Regions from separate parts of the Mus musculus genome. Here regions 1 and 3 are each linked to region 2. A link is a contact called in public HiChIP or PLAC-seq and promoter capture Hi-C data. All regions are on one chromosome and are shown on one strand. The core of a region is the stretch at or near the end of the contact, and the rest is flanking DNA. Distances in the headings are between cores, read along the strand shown. Region 1 has its middle 32 kb from the start of Macir. Region 2 holds the start of Slco4c1 (solute carrier organic anion transporter family, member 4C1). Region 3 holds the start of Ppip5k2 (diphosphoinositol pentakisphosphate kinase 2).

Region 1 (3,269 bases), core at 171-2,670, 760 kb before region 2:
GAGAAAGAAATCCCAAATAAAGTGGGGTAGAAAGGGGGCAAGGGTATTGTTACACCACTTCCTGCTGATTAGGGGCATGTAGTTCCTTAGGGCAGGTCTGCTCTTTGCTGTCAGGATACCTAATTTCTTTTCCTCCTCCTCCTCCTTTTCTCTTTCTTTGTACACAACTACTTAACAAACTGCAACCAACCATCAACCCGCCATGCCTCTTGGGGCCCTAGCATGTATATACCCTTTGGAAAGTTCCAAGAATTTCAAATGTCACATATTTACAGAAAATATTTACAGTTGGCAAAATCATGCCCCTGCTAGATCATGAGAAAATCATAGTCGCCTGTTGTGAAGCAGCCCCATATCCCCACACCTGGGATTAAAATGAAAACATCTCACTCCACATGTGTTTAGGGGAAAATGCAGAATGACCTTAGAGAATGACCTTTCTTTCAGACAATATGTTTTATAGTGGGCATCAGAAGCCCTAAGCTGCTCGTTTCCCTCATATTTTGGTGTAACTGTAGGTTAAGTTCTTCTAGGTCCCGTCTTCTGGGTCTTCAGTTACTAACTTGGATGGTGTAGTATCCTGCATGTTATTTCATGATAGACACCCTTTATGATTATAGCTTTAGAAATGGGAAAACAGTTTGGAACCTCATGGCAGAGATCATGTGATGAGCATTGACGTTTTTCATACATTGCTTCCACAGTGGTTAGGGATTTGTTTGCTATGTGATTTCCATCCTATCTTGTGGGATCTGTTTGCTGTGATTCCTCATTCTGCCTAATGAATACCTGATAACCTAGCAGCTTCATGAGTTTGTGCCTTAAGATGCTTATTTTGACAGTAAACAAATCTCTCTAAAAATATTTACCTAGGGATTTTATTTTCTTTTTACTCCTCAGTCATACAAGGAAAAATAGTACTATTTTGATAAATATAACATTATTTTCCACGTTAAAAAAAATGAAGCATTTTAGGTCTGTTTTGTCACAAGGGAAACTACTTTCCCTTTGACATACAAAGGAGAACAAAGTTAAATTTAGTAGATGATCTTAATGCAGACCATGCTGCAAACTCGTAAGGACAGCTATTTTCCAATTTGAGTTCTCTAAATGGGACAGTCAGCGTAGGGAGACGTGGTCAGCTGGAATGAATGGACGAAAACAGCAGTGACCTTTGCGTCCAGGGAAAGACATCACTCTGCTTCTGGCTCTTCACAGCTTCTGCGTTTGTGTTTGTAATGTATGGATGAACCTGAAAGTTCATCTCTAATCTTATTCCACTGGGAAATGGCAGAAATCCTAAGCAGCCCAATGATTCAAATTTAAATTTGCTATGCAGGAAAGGTTAGTAATGCCTTGTTCCCAGGGACAGTCTTAGCTCAGCAGGCAAGGCTTCTGATTAAAATTCCCTTTGAGAGCTGCTGATTTGTGTGATTGGAAAACCAAATAGGTCCTTAATCACCTAGATACGATGACATCATTGGGAACCGTAAACTGTCCAATAGATGAACGTTCTCTTCCAAGTATCAGCTTCATTTTGAAACTCGAACAACAGAGAACCACATTTAACAACAGCTATTTATAGTTGGATGATGCAAGACCTCTGCTCCTATAATTCCTGTTGTTCTCCGAAAACAAAGACCCATTAAACTGAGAGGGACAGTGATCTTGTGATGCATCTGTGCTTTAACTGTGTGAGTAGGGTGGGAACTGTAATGCAGTTAGTGTCCTTGGCACCTGACTTGATGGGGTGCTGGGATGGGATGCTCTGCTTTTGAGAAAATGGGACTTCTGAGGTTGGTACCTACTTTTGCAATAAGAACCATGAGCCCGTTTGTCAGGTTAGTACACAGCCAACATATTTAGGTGAGGACAAGAGACAGATCCAATGAATTAGGTCTTCCCTTTTCCCACCTGTGAGACTCTTCTGAACAGGACGGTTTTGTTCTTGTTTCATCTCCATGTAGCTAAGACCTTTCCCGGGAAGTCCTAGATGAAAATATTTCCCTTCATCAAGAGGCTGCCATGATGCTGAGGGCTGTCTGACATCGTACTCAGCAGACATTGTATTTTGGTATTAGATACTAGTTAGCAGTCATAGCTTGCTTTCTTTTCTTTTCCATTTGTATATATACTATGGTATCTGTGATGTTTCAGGTACGTTCAGAAGCTACAAGAAAGAAAGGAAAAAATAAAAAGACCAAGTTTATATACACATATTAAGTACATTTATAGTCTTTGAAATGACCCTGGGCAGTCCTGGTTTTCCTAGCTTTGCCAGGACACGAAGAATTCTGCAGGGACTGTGAGTATGAGTTTGTGGCTCCCCCCCCCCCTTTTTATCTCCTGAAAGACTAAAAGGGAATTTGAGGATACCTTATGGTAGTAAACACTGACATCTGGCCTCTGACCTCCCCTTCAGTGGGAATTCTGATAGGTGCTCTGAGAAGACACCTAATTATAGTTGGAGTTGCTACCAGTATTTAAAACTGCAAAGGGTAAGGGCGTCGTGAATGTGTGCTCTGAGCTTTATCTTCTCATGTGAAATGATAATAAATTATGCGCAAAGGCAGAACAGTGAGGAAAACGCAGTCTTATTACATTGAATTTAGAGGATGGCTAATTCTGATGGGGTTGAAGTGTTGCTCATCCTGAAGTAGGCATATTAGTGCTGGGAAAAGTCCTTGAGGCATGTGGCATGGAACTGTGACATTTACCTAGTAAGCTGCACTGAAGCATCTTGTACAGAGCTGGGGAGTGAGGGCGGAATGCCCGAGTGGTCTCACTGCTGATGCGTTGGCACTCATTACAGTTACGAACCTGAGAGCTGTCCTCAGTGGTTACTCTGGTGCTATAAAAGGCAGTGGAGATAGATTTCCTAAATAGTAAATCTCAAGTGGGTTGGGAAGGCTTCGAGGTCAAAATATGTACATTGAGGGTGTGTTTTTAAATGTCTAAATTGCACACTCCCCAGGAAGCAGCCATAACTGTGTGTGCACATTAGTGAAATAATTGAAATAAGGCATAAGAAGTGCTTAAGTAGGTTCGTAAGCAAAGCTAGGTCAGCGTTTATTTTCAAATGCTTGCATGGTCTAAGAAACTAAGAGCTATGATGAGAAGCTCATGGAGGGCGGGGGAAGCTTGATGACAGCTTGTGAACAAATAAACTGAGAAATAAAAAATCGGGACAAAGAAGAGCTAACTCTTTCTGGCTGAGTCCCAGGTGCAGTTTCACGTTTCCCAGGACCGTCAAGGCAGCGACGCAGAAG
Region 2 (3,009 bases), core at 303-2,802:
CCCCAGAATCTGACATTTAGAACTTCTTATGTTCAAAACCTCGTATCAGTGAAGCATGAAGTTTTTGTTGGTGAGACAGGCTCTTTCTATGTAGTTCTAGCTGTCCTAGAACTCACCATTGTAGACCATGGTGCCATTGAACACAACAGAGATCTGCTTGCCTCTGTATCTCAAGTACTAACGCACTGGGCTAAGTATTTGTTTTGATCTTTGAGAATGGCTATGTAATAATCTAACCATTACATGTAGGCTGAGGTAATTAAAAGACAGATAATGAGATAGTGCGAAAACTAAGTTCCAGTTCCCTACATGAATTGTCAGTGTGCTGCCTTGGGAGGGATTTTGGTTCTCCTTGGGGCACAGATTCTTCAATGTGTGAAGCGTATGTAACAGCAATTACACTCACTTAAAGGCCAATAACAGTGAACACAGCAGTCCTTACCTCTCTCTGCTCGTCCAGGTCCAGTGGCAATCCAGACTACTTTTTGACTCCTCAAAGTCATATATGTGGCTTACATCGCAATCACTCAACTCACTAAGTACAAAATTTACAATCCCCCCCCCCAAAAAAAAGATTTTATAAGAGAGAATTTATGGTATTCTTATAGAGTACTCTGTGTATGCATTCTTAGGGATTGCTTCCTATTGGGCTGTGAGCAGCACAGTGTTTGAGGTATTTGCCAGCTTGTCCTGGTGAGTAGACTCTTCCAGACTCCCAACAGTGTTTAGCATACGGGAAATAAATACATCCTGATGATCAGTGACTTAGTAAATAAAGAGACTGGAATGAGTGTCAATCATAAAATTGTATCAATGTTTTCAATCAGTTTTCTTGTTTCATATTGCACATTTTTTACATAATGTTCATCACTTTCACCAGAGAATGCCATGGATGTGTTTTCAAAGTTTTGTCATTCCTTCAGTTTGGAGAAACTAAAACTAAAAGGAAGGCTATGTTGCCTTGTGAATGTAGCTGATGAGGAAAGATTTGTTTCTAGGAAGGTTGGCAGGTAAAAGTACTATTATTGTTTTCATGGAATTCAAAGCAGTATACCTGAGTGCAGCCTGATTCTGGGAGCAGAGGACTCTTGCTTCAAATTAGCAGCAGAGGAAAAAGCAAAGGCAGGTCTTCCTGAAAGGTCTCCTGATGCAACGGTGTTTGCAGTTTTCATACGCCTACCCAGGGGGAACGCTGGCCCACTGACTCCCACAGTCTCTGCCACTTCCTGGTCCCTGGGCTCAGAATGAAAAACAAAAAACAAAAAACCGCTGTGCTGAGATCCCTGAAAGTGGCGCCCTCGCATACGAGATAGTGTCGCCCTGTTCTCTCACCTGGCGGAGGCCGGGTCTCACTCCCACACAGAGCATTGTGGTTGTCGCTTGGGGCGACCGGTGTAGAGCAGAGCAGCGCTGACACCTCGAGGTGCCTAGGTCCCGGAGGTCCGGGAGTGTCCGGGTAGCTGCGGTGACCGTGCAGTGACAGATGGGGAGGGCCGGGAGGCGGAGACTAGTCCGGCCTTAGGGCGCTGTCACCTGCCCAGGGGCGGAGCCAGAAAAGAAACCAGCCTTTGCCGATCGTACTCACACAGGAGTCTAGAGAACCTTTCTTGACCATGCAGGGCTCCAAAGGAATAGAGAACCCGGCTTTCGTCCCTTCCAGCCCAGGCACCCCACGCCGTGCGTCTGCTTCGCCCTCCCAGGTGGAGGTCTCTGCTGTGGCCTCCAGGAATCAGAATGGGGGTTCGCAGCCTCGGGAATCTGAGGAGCCTCAGAAGTCAACTGAGCCATCCCCGCCTTCTTCGAATCCCCCAGCTTCTGATGAGCCGCCGGGGTCACAGCTAAGCGAGCTTGAGGAGGGACCTTGCGGGTGGAGGGGCTTTCACCCCCAGTGTCTCCAGCGCTGCAACACCCCCCAAGGCTTTTTGCTTCACTACTGTCTCTTAGCCCTAACGCAAGGTAAAGTCCAGCGCCAGCTTCTGGGGGTCTTTGGCTGAGCTGATGGTTGGGTGGGGTCAAGCTTGGGGAGAGAAAGAGGCAGGTGCAGGGGAACCCACCAACTGTTCGGGTCTTTGACTCTGCTCTAGGTAACCCCCCACCCCCACTTCCCCATGCCTGGGTTTGGAACTTGAAGACGCTCTTGCCTGCGGGTGTTCGCTCTTGCCTGCGGGTGTTCGCCACATTCTGAGTGGTCCATATTTTAACACACCTCCCCCCTCCCCCTTAGCATTTTTACTAATTTTGTGTTCTGCCTCATTTTAGCAGAGTGGATTCCTCTAGGGAAGGTTCTGAGAATCCTCCTTTGGGAAAACGATAAGTCATAGTCTGTGTTTTAAAACCCTACTATCTAACTGAGATCTAGGGAAGGGATTTGTTTATTTGTTTGTTTTTACAGAGGGAGGATTAAAGGCTTTGCAAATAGGAGTGGACTGATTTTCCAAAAGGAGGAACGAGGATAGAAGTACTTACATTATGTAGCGTAGATTAGATGTAGGTAATCTTATTTTCTCGATATTTGAGAATGTGGGGACAAGCGCAGTCCTGTGAGTAAATGAGAGAAGGCTTCCAGCTGTGCAGGGTGAACCTTAATCAGCTCTTCAGTCTCAGGAGTTATCGAGTGTCTGTTTGTTCTAGGAGCCCTTTTAAACTCCCTTGGGACTAGCAGATTAAGCCAAGATTTATCCCCCCTGGAGTTTACAATCTAAACGGAGGTTCCTTGAGTGTGGTGGAGGGAGCGAGGGAGGTGTTTTTTGAAAAGGAAGCAGAAAGGAAGAAGTTGAAGTTGCTGGGTTTGCTTTCAACTCAAGGGATAGAATGAAGGGGAAGTTCTTCTAAGAAGACTATCTGAGGAGGGATGGGCTAAAAGTGGAACAGTTTGAAGGACCTGATGAAATTTAAGTTGAATTTGGTATGCAGACATTTTTGGTATAATCCCAAACTTTTTGTAATAGTCAAGGATAGGTTGAAAGGAATGAAACCCAAGAGTCAGTGGAGGGTTACTGGAAATGTTTC
Region 3 (3,055 bases), core at 209-2,708, 900 kb before region 2:
TTCCAGGCAGCAGTCTTCTACTAGTGGGAATGGTTTTTCCCTACTATGCAGGGTATCTTTTCACTCAAATGTTTCCTTTGCTGTACAGAAGCCTCTCAATTGTGAGAGCTGCCCACATTAGCTACCGTGTCACTGTTACTATAAAATGAGCAGGAAAGGCACCAAGGAGAATGGTTTATTCTGAGTCACAGTTGGACAGCCCTGTGTCCCATGATAGGGAGGCCGGTCAGCTCGGGTGAGGCAGCTGGGCATATGCATTCCGTTAAAAGCTGAGCACCAAAGTGTTGCAATTTCATCAGGATATTTGATTAGGTCTTTACAGCATGTTCCTCGTACAACGTTAAGAACAACAAATATTTTTACCAATACTTATTGCTTAACATCTATAATTTTGTCTTGCGTAACCAATGAAAACAATTAACTATTCTTTTTATTTTTAGCATGAAGCTACTATTAAAGCCAATGAAAGGTTACACAGTAAGTTTGTATTCTAACTTCAAAACACAAAAGTTGTAATGTTTTAATAAACACAGGATTGTGGGATTAGGGTTCCGACTTTTGAATTATTCTGCTTTAATCTCTGAAAACTGAACCCGTACAATTATATATTAACTGGGAGGAGGCAGGGATAAGCCTGAGGCGGCAATACTTCAGACCATACCCTGCCTCTTTTCCCTTTATTTCCATATGCATACAGATAAAGCCGCACAGGACAAATTCAGGTCCATTTTGAAAATTGAGATTTTTTTAAAAAGTGTATTTTCCCTTTAGAGCTTTAAGGTCCCCACCCCACCCCCCTTGAGCTCGTTCCTTTACACAGGTGTACGTTTTCACACTGAATGGTGACTACTATGCAGGACGAAACTCCTCCAGCTTCGGACAAGCGCCGCTGCACTCGAGTTTTGAAGGCAGTCCAGCATTCGCCGCCGCCGGCAAGGGAGAGCTCCGCAAGCTTTTTGACACCTCGTTAACGGACCCCTGAGGGCTAGGTCCCGCTAATCCTTGCCTAAGCAGGAAAAGGACCGTTGACAGCTCAATTATACCGAGTCGCCACCTCCCTGAGCCCAACAGTCCTCGCCTCTTTGCAGCCACCATCCGCGGCGCTGTGCAAGTTCAAGGCCCTCCCGCCCCAAACGGCGCCTGCGCGAAACCTCCGCTAGTCAAACCCGTCCTTAGAGCAGTCGAAGGGGACCGTTTTAAAGTTACTGGAAGGCTACGTCTCCGTTTTTAAAAAAAATGAAGAAAAAAATAAAGAAAAATAGGTATGACAGAACACACTAGAACGACCACTCACCGAAGTGGTCCTAAGTGCAAACGGCAGGTTTTTAACTCTCCTCTCGCGATTTATCTGGTGCTACCGGAAGCGGAACTGCCGGGGGTCGGAGTTCTGGTGGCGCTTGTGGAACAGGAAGGCTCAGGCGGGTCGTTGGTCCGCCGGAAACTGTTCCGGCCGGTGCAGTTTCCGTGGGAGCCCTGTGGAGGGCGGGCAGGGAAGAGGCGTGTCGGAGGCTCCTGAGGTGTGCCAGTGCCAGCGGTTCCGCGGTGGCCGGCGAGGGAAGCTTCAGGTCCACGCCTCCGAGAGCCGCCTCGGCACAAGCGTCCTTCCCTCGCCCCCGCAATTAAAGGGGGAGGAACCGAAACCTGGATGGGCTCAAGCATCTCCCGCAGATCGCTTGCTGCCCGCAGCCACGGCAGGTGAGGACCGGGAGAGGCGACATCTCCGGCAGCCCGAGGCTCGCCGCCGCCTCCAGGTGTTTGCTTTGTCTCTGCTCCACGGTGCGGATGCGGGACACGTGGTCTTGCAAGAGCCACGGACAGTCGCGGAGGGCAGCGTGCTTGTGGACGAGTGACAGAACATCCCCAGGGTCCCTTTCAGGCTTGATTTCTCCTCCGCTTCCCGAGTCGCTTCCTCTTTTCATTTCTAGAGTTTGAAAAGCCCGAAATTGCAGTCCCGCTAGTTAGGGAGCTACCCACGTTCGACTTGTATTTGGATCTCCGTTCACCGAGGGGTGCGCCGTTGTTTGGCTTCTTCTGTGGGGAGAGGTGTCTGTTTCATTCCCTATCCTTTGCTCTGCTTGTCTTTGCTTTCCACACCCACTTCCAAAGAACAAAAGCACTGTGTGTGTGTGCACAGCGGCGTTGCAAGGTAAGAGACGAGGTTGCAGGTCAATGCCGCACCCGCGCCTTATCGATTACACAGCGTTGCGTCCTCCCATGTAGATAGTGACCTTTGGATCTCATCCTGGAGGTTCTGGACAACTTCCTGAGAGTTACCATTCTTGAGGTTTGTGGTAATGGTCGTTTTGCTTTTTGCGTCCTGGAAGACACAGAAGTAGGAAGCATGGCTGACTTAAGCATTAGCCTATACCGGGGCAGGATTTTGTTTCACTATTACAGTTTTTTTTTTCTAACTGAAACCCGTGGTTTTTGAGCAATAATATAACGATAGCTGATATTAGTGTGTAACAGTACCACATGGTTTGCACATATATTGTCATTCATCCTTTCAAGAGGCTCGTGAAGGTTGTTAGGTTATTATATTTTTAAGCCGGAAAATGGAAAGTTAGTGAGGTAGTGGAACTTACCCTGGTTACATTTTGCCACAGGAAAACCTTTGAGTGTTTACTAGAAACTAGATCTGAATCCAGCATCTGTATTCTATTGTCCTGCCATTGCTCTTGTTATTCCAGTTTCTTCACTAACTATCAGAGGTTATGCATCCATAGTGTGCTTGTGTATATGTGTGTGACAAATGACAGTCGTGATCTTTCTGCAAATTCTGTATGTGCTGTAGAATTACATATTTCAGACTGTCGAATGTATTTTCTGCAGCATAGGCTATTTTTTGAAAAGGCAAGTGGAAAAACTGATGACTAGAAGGCTCATAATTGTACAATGCTTGCTATCTCAGTTTTTAGGTAATTATAAAGGTATTAAATTTAACAATTGATAGACTATTGAATCTAATACTAGGCATAAGAGTAGTTCATTTAGTTTTTCTGATAATTTGAAATGTTTGATAATTAGAAACAAAACCCTGAGCACTCACATCATT

The links. Promoter capture Hi-C pulls out the DNA fragments that hold promoters and counts their contacts. HiChIP or PLAC-seq counts read pairs in DNA pulled down with a chosen protein or histone mark.
Region 1: a contact with region 2 is called in an H3K4me3 HiChIP or PLAC-seq map of stem cell-derived neural progenitor cells, with 4 times the contacts expected there. The contact joins the enhancer-like site here to the promoter of Slco4c1 in region 2. A contact is called at or near these places in 7 of 39 promoter capture datasets (cranial neural crest, embryonic stem cells, hippocampal neurons and 2 more), 4 of 115 datasets of contacts at active chromatin or transcription factors (embryonic stem cells and stem cell-derived neural progenitor cells) and 1 of 9 other capture datasets (embryonic stem cells).
Region 3: a contact with region 2 is called in a promoter capture Hi-C map of neutrophils, with 5 times the contacts expected there. The contact joins the promoter of Ppip5k2 here to the promoter of Slco4c1 in region 2. A contact is called at or near these places in 9 of 39 promoter capture datasets (cranial neural crest, embryonic stem cells, frontonasal cranial neural crest and 6 more), 1 of 484 Hi-C or Micro-C datasets (embryonic stem cells) and 5 of 115 datasets of contacts at active chromatin or transcription factors (embryonic forebrain, embryonic stem cells, pro-B cells and 1 more).

What each region holds. Positions count from the first base shown.
Region 1 is chr1:97,628,547-97,631,815 of GRCm38.p6, reverse strand. No RefSeq gene overlaps it. Among named protein-coding and RNA genes, the nearest start is that of Macir, 32 kb to the left of the region's middle. Within about 2 kb of position 1,420, at least 35 of the 459 cell types and tissues checked have an H3K27ac peak or open chromatin away from gene starts, as enhancers often do. A contact at or near this core is called in stem cell-derived neural progenitor cells, where this site is marked.
Region 2 is chr1:96,870,714-96,873,722 of GRCm38.p6, reverse strand. It overlaps Slco4c1 (solute carrier organic anion transporter family, member 4C1), which reads left to right and starts at 1,552. Exons shown (of 13, transcript NM_172658.3): 1 at 1,552-1,956. The coding sequence starts at 1,614. Panct2 (pluripotency-associated noncoding transcript 2) reads right to left here and starts at 2,597. Exons shown (of 4, transcript NR_131964.1): 1 at 2,467-2,597; 2 at 1,333-1,533; 3 at 1,055-1,238.
Region 3 is chr1:97,768,495-97,771,549 of GRCm38.p6, reverse strand. It overlaps Ppip5k2 (diphosphoinositol pentakisphosphate kinase 2), which reads left to right and starts at 1,458. Exons shown (of 28, transcript NM_173760.5): 1 at 1,458-1,695. It overlaps Gin1 (gypsy retrotransposon integrase 1), which reads right to left and starts at 1,378. Exons shown (of 8, transcript NM_026250.3): 1 at 1,295-1,378.